2 separate regions of the Macaca mulatta genome follow, and region 2 is linked to region 1. The links are chromatin contacts, called in public Hi-C maps. All regions are on one chromosome and are shown on one strand. Each heading gives the region's core, a stretch centred on a gene start, on an enhancer-like site or on the middle of the called end of the contact. The rest is flanking DNA. Distances are from core to core; before and after follow the strand shown.

What was found. Hi-C and Micro-C count contacts between places; a contact is called where the count stands out from the background.
Region 2: a Hi-C map of CD4 T cells shows a contact between it and region 1, with 6 times the contacts expected there. The contact joins two enhancer-like sites. A contact is called at or near these places in 2 of 14 Hi-C or Micro-C datasets (CD4 T cells and liver).

The regions. Positions count from the first base shown.
Region 1 is chr9:63,319,275-63,322,936 of T2T-MMU8v2.0, reverse strand. No RefSeq gene overlaps it. Among named protein-coding and RNA genes, the nearest start is that of WAPL, 13 kb to the left of the region's middle. Within about 2 kb of position 2,341, at least 9 of the 40 cell types and tissues checked have an H3K27ac peak or open chromatin away from gene starts, as enhancers often do. A contact at or near this core is called in CD4 T cells, where this site is marked.
Region 2 is chr9:63,471,476-63,474,974 of T2T-MMU8v2.0, reverse strand. No RefSeq gene overlaps it. Among named protein-coding and RNA genes, the nearest start is that of GRID1, 23 kb to the left of the region's middle. Within about 2 kb of position 2,199, at least 25 of the 40 cell types and tissues checked have an H3K27ac peak or open chromatin away from gene starts, as enhancers often do. A contact at or near this core is called in CD4 T cells, where this site is marked.

The DNA of each region.
Region 1 (3,662 bases), core at 1,092-3,591:
AACCTGGGAGGCGGAGGTTGCAGTGAGTGGAGATGGCTCCACTGTACTCCAGCCTGGGCAACAAGAGTGAAACTCCATCTCAAAAAGAAAAAAAAAGGGGGGGGGTGGTCTATATATTAATCTTGGAAATGTTGAAAAAGAATTATGATAGCCATGAGTGGGCGAGGAATTAATAACCTTGAGATGGAAACAGTGGAAGCAGAACAAGGCTATTGAATGTCAGGGAAAATCTACTTGGGCTCACTTCCTGGGTGAGAGGCAGCAGGACACCCAGTTAGGAGCAAGATCCCAGCAGTGAGGCCCTGCTCCCTGACTGCTTGCCCACAATGACGTCAGGAGAGAGGCCTCTGGGGTGTCACCTGCTCTGAAAGCCAATCTGCCTCTGAATGCTGCTTGCCCAAGCGAGGATGCCATGGCCATACAGTTTCAGGTATTTAACTTCCAGGGCATGACTGAGTGGAGGTGGAGGTGGCAGCAACATTACTGATGTCATGGTCTCTACCTCCATATTGTGGAGCCTTGGGAGAGAGTGTGAGAACAAAGGCAAGCTCCAGCTACTCAGGAGGCTGAGACAGGAGGATCTCGTAAGCCGAGTTCAAGGTTGCAGTGAGCTATGATCATGCCACTGCACTCCCACCTGAGTTACAGAGCAAGGCCCTGTCTCTAAAAGAACTTTTTAAAATAAAAGAACAACGGCAAGCAGCCTCCTAGGTGCTGAGTTGCTCTACTCTTACCTAGGGAGAAGGCTACCATTTACTGAGTCCTATTTTTTGCCAGCCACAGTGCAGATTTCCCTGCATTGTAATTTACATTGTTATTTACATTGTCATTGATGTCTCATCTCCTTATCAGAGCTGCATTATCCTACCACTTCTCTGATAGGACTCTTAAGGAATACTGTACAATGGTAAATGACTTGCCTAAGGTCACCCAACTGATTAATGTGACAGAGCCAGGGTTTTAAACCAAAACTATCTTTCTCCAAAGGTTCCAGGCATGAAGCATGTGCTGTCCTGGGCCCTGAATATCAAGCCAGGTAGAGGAACCCCATCCTTCTGTTGTCATTTCAAGCCAGAGGCTCAAGCCAGGAGGAGTGAGGATCAAGATCAATAACTCAAAGCTGTTTAGAAGAAGAAGCCAAATTCAAGGAGGAGTGAGGAATTGTAGGTAGAGAAGCTTTGACCTGGGGAGAGATCAGGTATTTGTGAGCAGCAAAGGTAGGGTGGCAGACAGAGATCTAACAGGCCAGGTTGTTGAAGTCAAGGTCACAGTGTCTTGTCTTAACCAGCCCATGTCTCTTCTTGCCCTGCCCTCTTGGTTCTTGACAGCATCCAGATGTATTGCTGGGGCCTGAAGGGAGCTCCTCCACCATAAGCGGCTCTTCCTCCCTTCACAGCGTCCTGTCCCACGGCTGGGTCATGGGCTCTGCAACTGGCCTTTGGGGCAAAGAAAAGGGAGGAATTGTGCTTTCTGAGAAGTGCTCAGGAATAACCTGGGTGGAGGTTTCTTCGTGTGAGGAACTCCAGCCTCTGAGTGGGCAGAGGAGCTCTTCGGCTTGCCCCCATTCCTCTGATGCGCCCCTAACCTGGCCCATAGTTTGGGTCGTTTGGGCAGCCCTGCATATTCCCTGAGCTGAGGGGCCTCTCCCAGGAGAGTGGGAAAGAATTCTGTCCTTTGTGTAACTCGCTTCATTATGTATGAGTGTTGGCTCCCTTGGTTGAAAAATGATCACTCTATTGGGCTCTCCCAGCTTGAGGCGAAAGCTTTTGGAAGCTCAGGCAGCTTGGAGGAGTTCGTGGATTAGAGAATGTTGAAGTTGGAGAACTATAGCGGGGCCTAAAAAATCTTCCAGAATCAAGACGGTGCCTGACGCCCTACCTAGCCCCTCTCCAGCACGGGAGCCCCGGGCCCTTGGCAATCATGTCTGCGCAGCTCGGGCCCCATATCCAACAGGGGAGCACGCCCCAATTTACTCTCACCCCACCAGTCGAGTGGAGGGCAGGTGACCTGCCAGTTCTCGAAAGAAGCCAGATGACTGACTTTGGTCGCCTCATCACAGGTTAATCCATAAGAAGAACTTGGAACAGCGCCCGGCAGAGTCTCAGCGCGCCCAAAGTGTGTGCGGGTATGATTACCATCGCCAGCAGCTGAGCTGGGAAAAGGATCTGACTAGATAATTTTGGCAATAACTCGACAAACTATCGAATGTGGACAGTGAAACGCATTCCAAGGTTTCTAAAAAGCTCCCGTTGTGACACCCTCTGTGTCCTCCCCAGGCCCGGCGGCCTCCGGGCCAGCGACACCCGACCTCGCGTGGTCCGGGCTACCCAAGGACGTCCCGAGGCGTGGCGGAGACTTGGCGGCTGAGTGCAGGCCGGGCTGCCACCCAGCAGGACCTGGGCGAGGCCTGCGGCCCGGGCGGGGCCAGGGTTGGGCTCTGTCAGAGCTGCGCAGCAGCCACCCCGCCCGGGCCTCCCTGCCCCCACCTGTGACCTGGATTCCGCGGTTCCTGTGCGGGGGCGGAGGGTGTAAAGGACAAGAGCAAATAAAGGTCTGTGGCCCGGAGAAACTTCAACTCCTGGAATTGGTGCACCAAGGATACTTTAAGGCGAGGGGTCGGGGTGTGTAATAATTTACCCGGTTCATCTGTGTACACTGGCCTCTCTAGCTTACACCAACACATGTTTACCGGGTTCGCACCCGAGCCAGAGGCGGTTAGTTTAGTAATCCCACAGCGGCTTCTGCCTGCTTTCTAGGAGACGGATCTGGGCCCAGGGGAGGCTTCAAAACATTAACATTTCAAATAAATGCCCCCGGAGTTGGGGGCGGGTGCCTCGGACTGCTTCTCCCCCAGAACTCCCCTTTGCACTGGGGTCACCCCGGGCATTACCCTTGGGGCCGCCTGGGCTGCCTTTGTTGCGCAGGGGACCTTCCCGGCCATGTCAGTGGCCCGGCTGCTCTGCGGGACGGTCCTGGCTCCGAAAGCGGGCGCGGGGGCGCTGAGCCAGGGCCCGCTCTAGATCGCGTCGGCTCCGCTGTCAGTTATCATCCGCGTGGTGCTGGGGCCTCCCGGGACCCGGGAGCCGCGGCAGATTAGGCCACCTGCCCCAACCTGGGTTTTGAGCTACTTATCTGAGGCTTGTGAGTCCAAAAGGGCTTAGCAACCGCAGCCGTGGCAGCCCCAAGGACATGAACACCCGCACCTCCGAGCCTTCCCCTGTGGAGTACCTTGGAGGTGAGGCCTGCGCAGCCCCAGGAAGAGGGTGTGGGCGCAAACCCGCGGTGGGGAGCTAGGCCTGCCGGCTACACGGTTCCTGCCATTCTCTCTGCGCCCTTTCTCCCATGCTCGCAGTGTTCATCCAGCTGAAACTGATTAACACAGCAAACCCAACACCCACAGACCTGTGGCCCCTTCTTTCCCTTCTCGCCTCCTCGGCAACCCTTGAAAGCACTCAAGTACGAAGTTGTAATTGCAATTATAATTAACTGCGTTCGACTTGGGCTTCCCCAGGTCTTGGCTTCCGTTAGGACAGTGTCCCAGGTCTCCCTGTCCCAGGCAGCCCCAGTTCCCAAGAAATAGTTGAATGAATGGATGTTTGCATCCCCTACCCAACCTCAGACTGTGTACTCCTTTCTCTCCAAGCACAGAGATTCTACTGGAA
Region 2 (3,499 bases), core at 950-3,449, 150 kb before region 1:
CGGTGGCACACACCTGTAATCCCAGCTACTTGGGAGGCTGACACAAGAGAATCACTTGAACCCAGGAGGCACAGGTTGCAGAGCCAAGATGGTGCTACTACACTTCTACTAAACAGAGTGAGACTCTGTTTCAAAAATAAAAATAAAATACTATCAGCATAGCCAGAATGGTGGTTATATCTAGAGCAGAAGGAAAGGATTATGATTGTGGAGGAGCACTGGGAAGATGGGTGAGGTGTTAATACCCTTAATTTTTTTAACCTGGGTGATGGTTACATAGTACCTACTTCATTCACAAAATGGCATATTTGTGTTTTATGCACTTTTCAGAAAATATTGTTAGCGTAAGGGGAAAAAGGAGAACTTCCACAAGCTCCACTTAGCTGCAGCGACGTGCACATAATTTGTACCCTCCTGCCCGTTGCTGTGGTTGAAGCACCTCCTGACAGTCAGCGCTAGGCCTTGCTCTGCCAGGCCTCCCTCTCCTGCATCAACCCACCTGCCTCTGCAGGACCTGCACTCACATCTCCCTCCAGATGTTCCCCATCTTCCCTTCAAAGCTCACACTGTGGGAAGGCTTGTCTAGACTCACTGCCTCCAGCTGTTCTCTTCTCCTCTCTTGAACTCACTCCAATCAAGCTTTCCCCCCACCATTCACCCACGCTGCTCTATCAACCTCACTAATGACCTCATGGTGTTACATCCAATGGTCGCCTCTTAGTCCTCCTCTTGAACTGTCATAGGCATTTGGGACAGCTGAGCAGCCCTCCTCTTAAACACTATCTTCACTTGGTTTTAAGGGCCTCCTCCCACCCTCCTGGTTTTTCTCCAGCCTTCCTGACTGCTCCAGCTCAATCTCCTCCAGTCTCTCCTTCTCCTATCTCCCCTACCCAGCTTTTCTCGGTCAGTCCCTGGATGATCTCATCCAGTTCCAATGCTTTAAAATGCCATATCTACGTTATGACTCCCAAATCTTGATTTCTAGCCCACCACCCCCAACTCTCCCCCCGTGAAGTCCTGCCTCACTGACACAGCCAGCATCTAACCATCATCTCCACTTAAAGGTGGAATATTCATCTTCAATGGGAGGTGCCCAAAAGTGAATTCCACATCTCCCCACCCCAAACCGGCTTCTGCAGCCTTCCCCATCCCGGCAACTTCTATCCTTTCTGAAACTCAGGCCAAAAACTTGAGAGTCATCCCTAACTTTCTGCTTCCCTCCTTCCACCCCACATCCAAGCCAGCAGCAAATCCTGTGTGCTCTGTCTTCGATAAAGATTCAGAATCCAGCCCCTTCTCACCCCTCCGCGACCACCGCCGAGGCCTCCTGCCTCATTGCAAGAGTTCCTAATTGGTCCCGGGATCCCGCCCGTGCCCCCTGCAGCGTGTTTGCAGCAACAGCAGCCAGACTGACTCAGTTACACAGCGTGTCGCGTCCTGTCGTTCCTCTGCTGAGAACCTTCGGCCTCCCTCCTCCCTCAGAGGAAAAGCTCCCTCCGCAGGAGGAAGCCTCCCAGACCACCCTACTTAAAACTGCAGGTCCTCTTTCCTGCGATCCCTATCCCCTTTCCTGCTATGTTTTCCCCTAAGGAGTATCACCACCTCACAGTCTATGCTTTTTAAAAACTTATTTGTGGTCGGACGCGGTGGCTCATGCCTGTAATCCCAGCAGTTTAGGAGGACGAGGGGGACGGATCACTTGAGGTCAGAAGTTCCAGACCAGCCTGGCCAATATGGTCAAAACCCCTCTCTACTAAAAATACAGAAATTAGCTGGGCGTGGTGGCGCGTGCCTGTAGTCCCGGCTGCTCAGGAAGCTGAGGTAGGAGAATCGCTTGAATCCGGGAAGCAGAGGTTGCAGTGAGCCAAGATTGCGGGGCTGCACTCCAGCCTGGGCGATAGAGCGAGACCCGTCTTAAAACAAAAAAAACACAAAAACCTGTTTGCTTGTTATCAATCTCCCCACAGTAGACTGTAAGCTCCAGGCGGTACGCTCAGTGCCTGTAATGGTGCCTGGCACGTGAAAGAAGGTCAGTCAATGTTCTTTAAAGGAGTGAGGGTGACTTGCACACGCCACATAGTAAAGCGGCAGAGAACTTGCACCCGGCGTCTCTGACCGCCGAGCCAGGGAAGACCTAGCTGATTACCACCCGGAAGCTGGAGAGGACGCGGCTAGAGGTGGGCGGGGCAGTGCTGGGAAGCCCCGCCCCGCCCTTGGATCCTGTGCTCCCAGGTCTGGGCGTTAGCATTCTCTCAATACCCGAGCAACGCTGGCTGACTGCCGGGCTCCGGCAGCACGGCTGGTCCCCTTTTCCCAGGTCCGGGAAGCACCAGGCCTCGCCAGGTCCGCTGAAGAGGGAGAGGGCCGGGGTCGCCGCTGCCGCCGGGAGGCGACAGAGCCAGCTGGGCGCACCTGAGTGCTGGCGGCTGCGCAGCCGCGGGGCCTGGGCCTGAGGTCCCCTCCCACCCCGGCCTCGCGCCCCTTACTGGTCTGACCCACCACTGCGCCCACCGGGCTGACAGCGCCCGACACCCGCGGCGAGGCGTCAGGGAGGAGCTGCGGGCTCAGGGTGGAGGAACCCTGGGGGCAAGCTGAAGAATAGGTTAATATCCAGGCAAAGAGCGAGGAGGTGGCTAGGCCTGGGGCGTCTGAAGCTGGGGCGGGGGGCGTTCCTTGGAGGCGCAGACAGTAGACCGGTGTGGCTGGGCTCGCCAGGCGGGCTGCTGGGAGGAGGAGGGGCTTGAGGCCCCAATGAGGATTTGGGCTTTTCCTCAAAGGGCCACTGATACTTTTGTTTGTCTCCAGAGAAACAGGATCAAATTTGTCTTGTAAACACCTCTCACTTGGATGGGAGGGAGAGGGAAATGGAAGTGAAAAGCGTGAATCAGGAATAGGGCCAGAGCCAGCAGGGACCAGGGAGTGGAGGCAGATGTAGAGAGGGATAGATTTTGGAGTTAGAATCGATGGGACCTGGGGATGAGTTAACTGCACGTGGGGGTGATAATAAAAATTAAGAAAGAAAAGAAAAAAAAAAAAAAAAAAAAAGAGCAGCCAACACAGACCCCAGGGTTCTGGCGTAAGCAGCTGCAGAGAGGAGCTGCCACTTCCGGAAGGGGGAGAGGTCGTTCCAGAAGGCAGTTTGGGACCACTAAACCTTTGACACTCGTGAGATTAGAGCAAATCTGTTCCAATACTTAAATCACTGGGAGAAACCGCTTACCAGGGAATTTCCAGTGAAGTTGCTGGTAAAAGGTCTTACTCCAGATCACAAAAAATGCTGCCATGCCTGGTGGGGCTGGACTCTGCCTATGCTGAGTTTGGGCCTGGATAAATGTTGCAGCTAGCCTTGATCCTGGGGAGAGGTATTTAAGGAATGGAACATAAAGGCAGCAGCAGATTGTCACATGTATGTGGCGATGGCAGTCCCATCGTCTGCCTACCTGTCCCCATGTCCCTGTGTGACCAGCCCAAGGAGTCAACCCTGCCGGCTGCTGTCCCC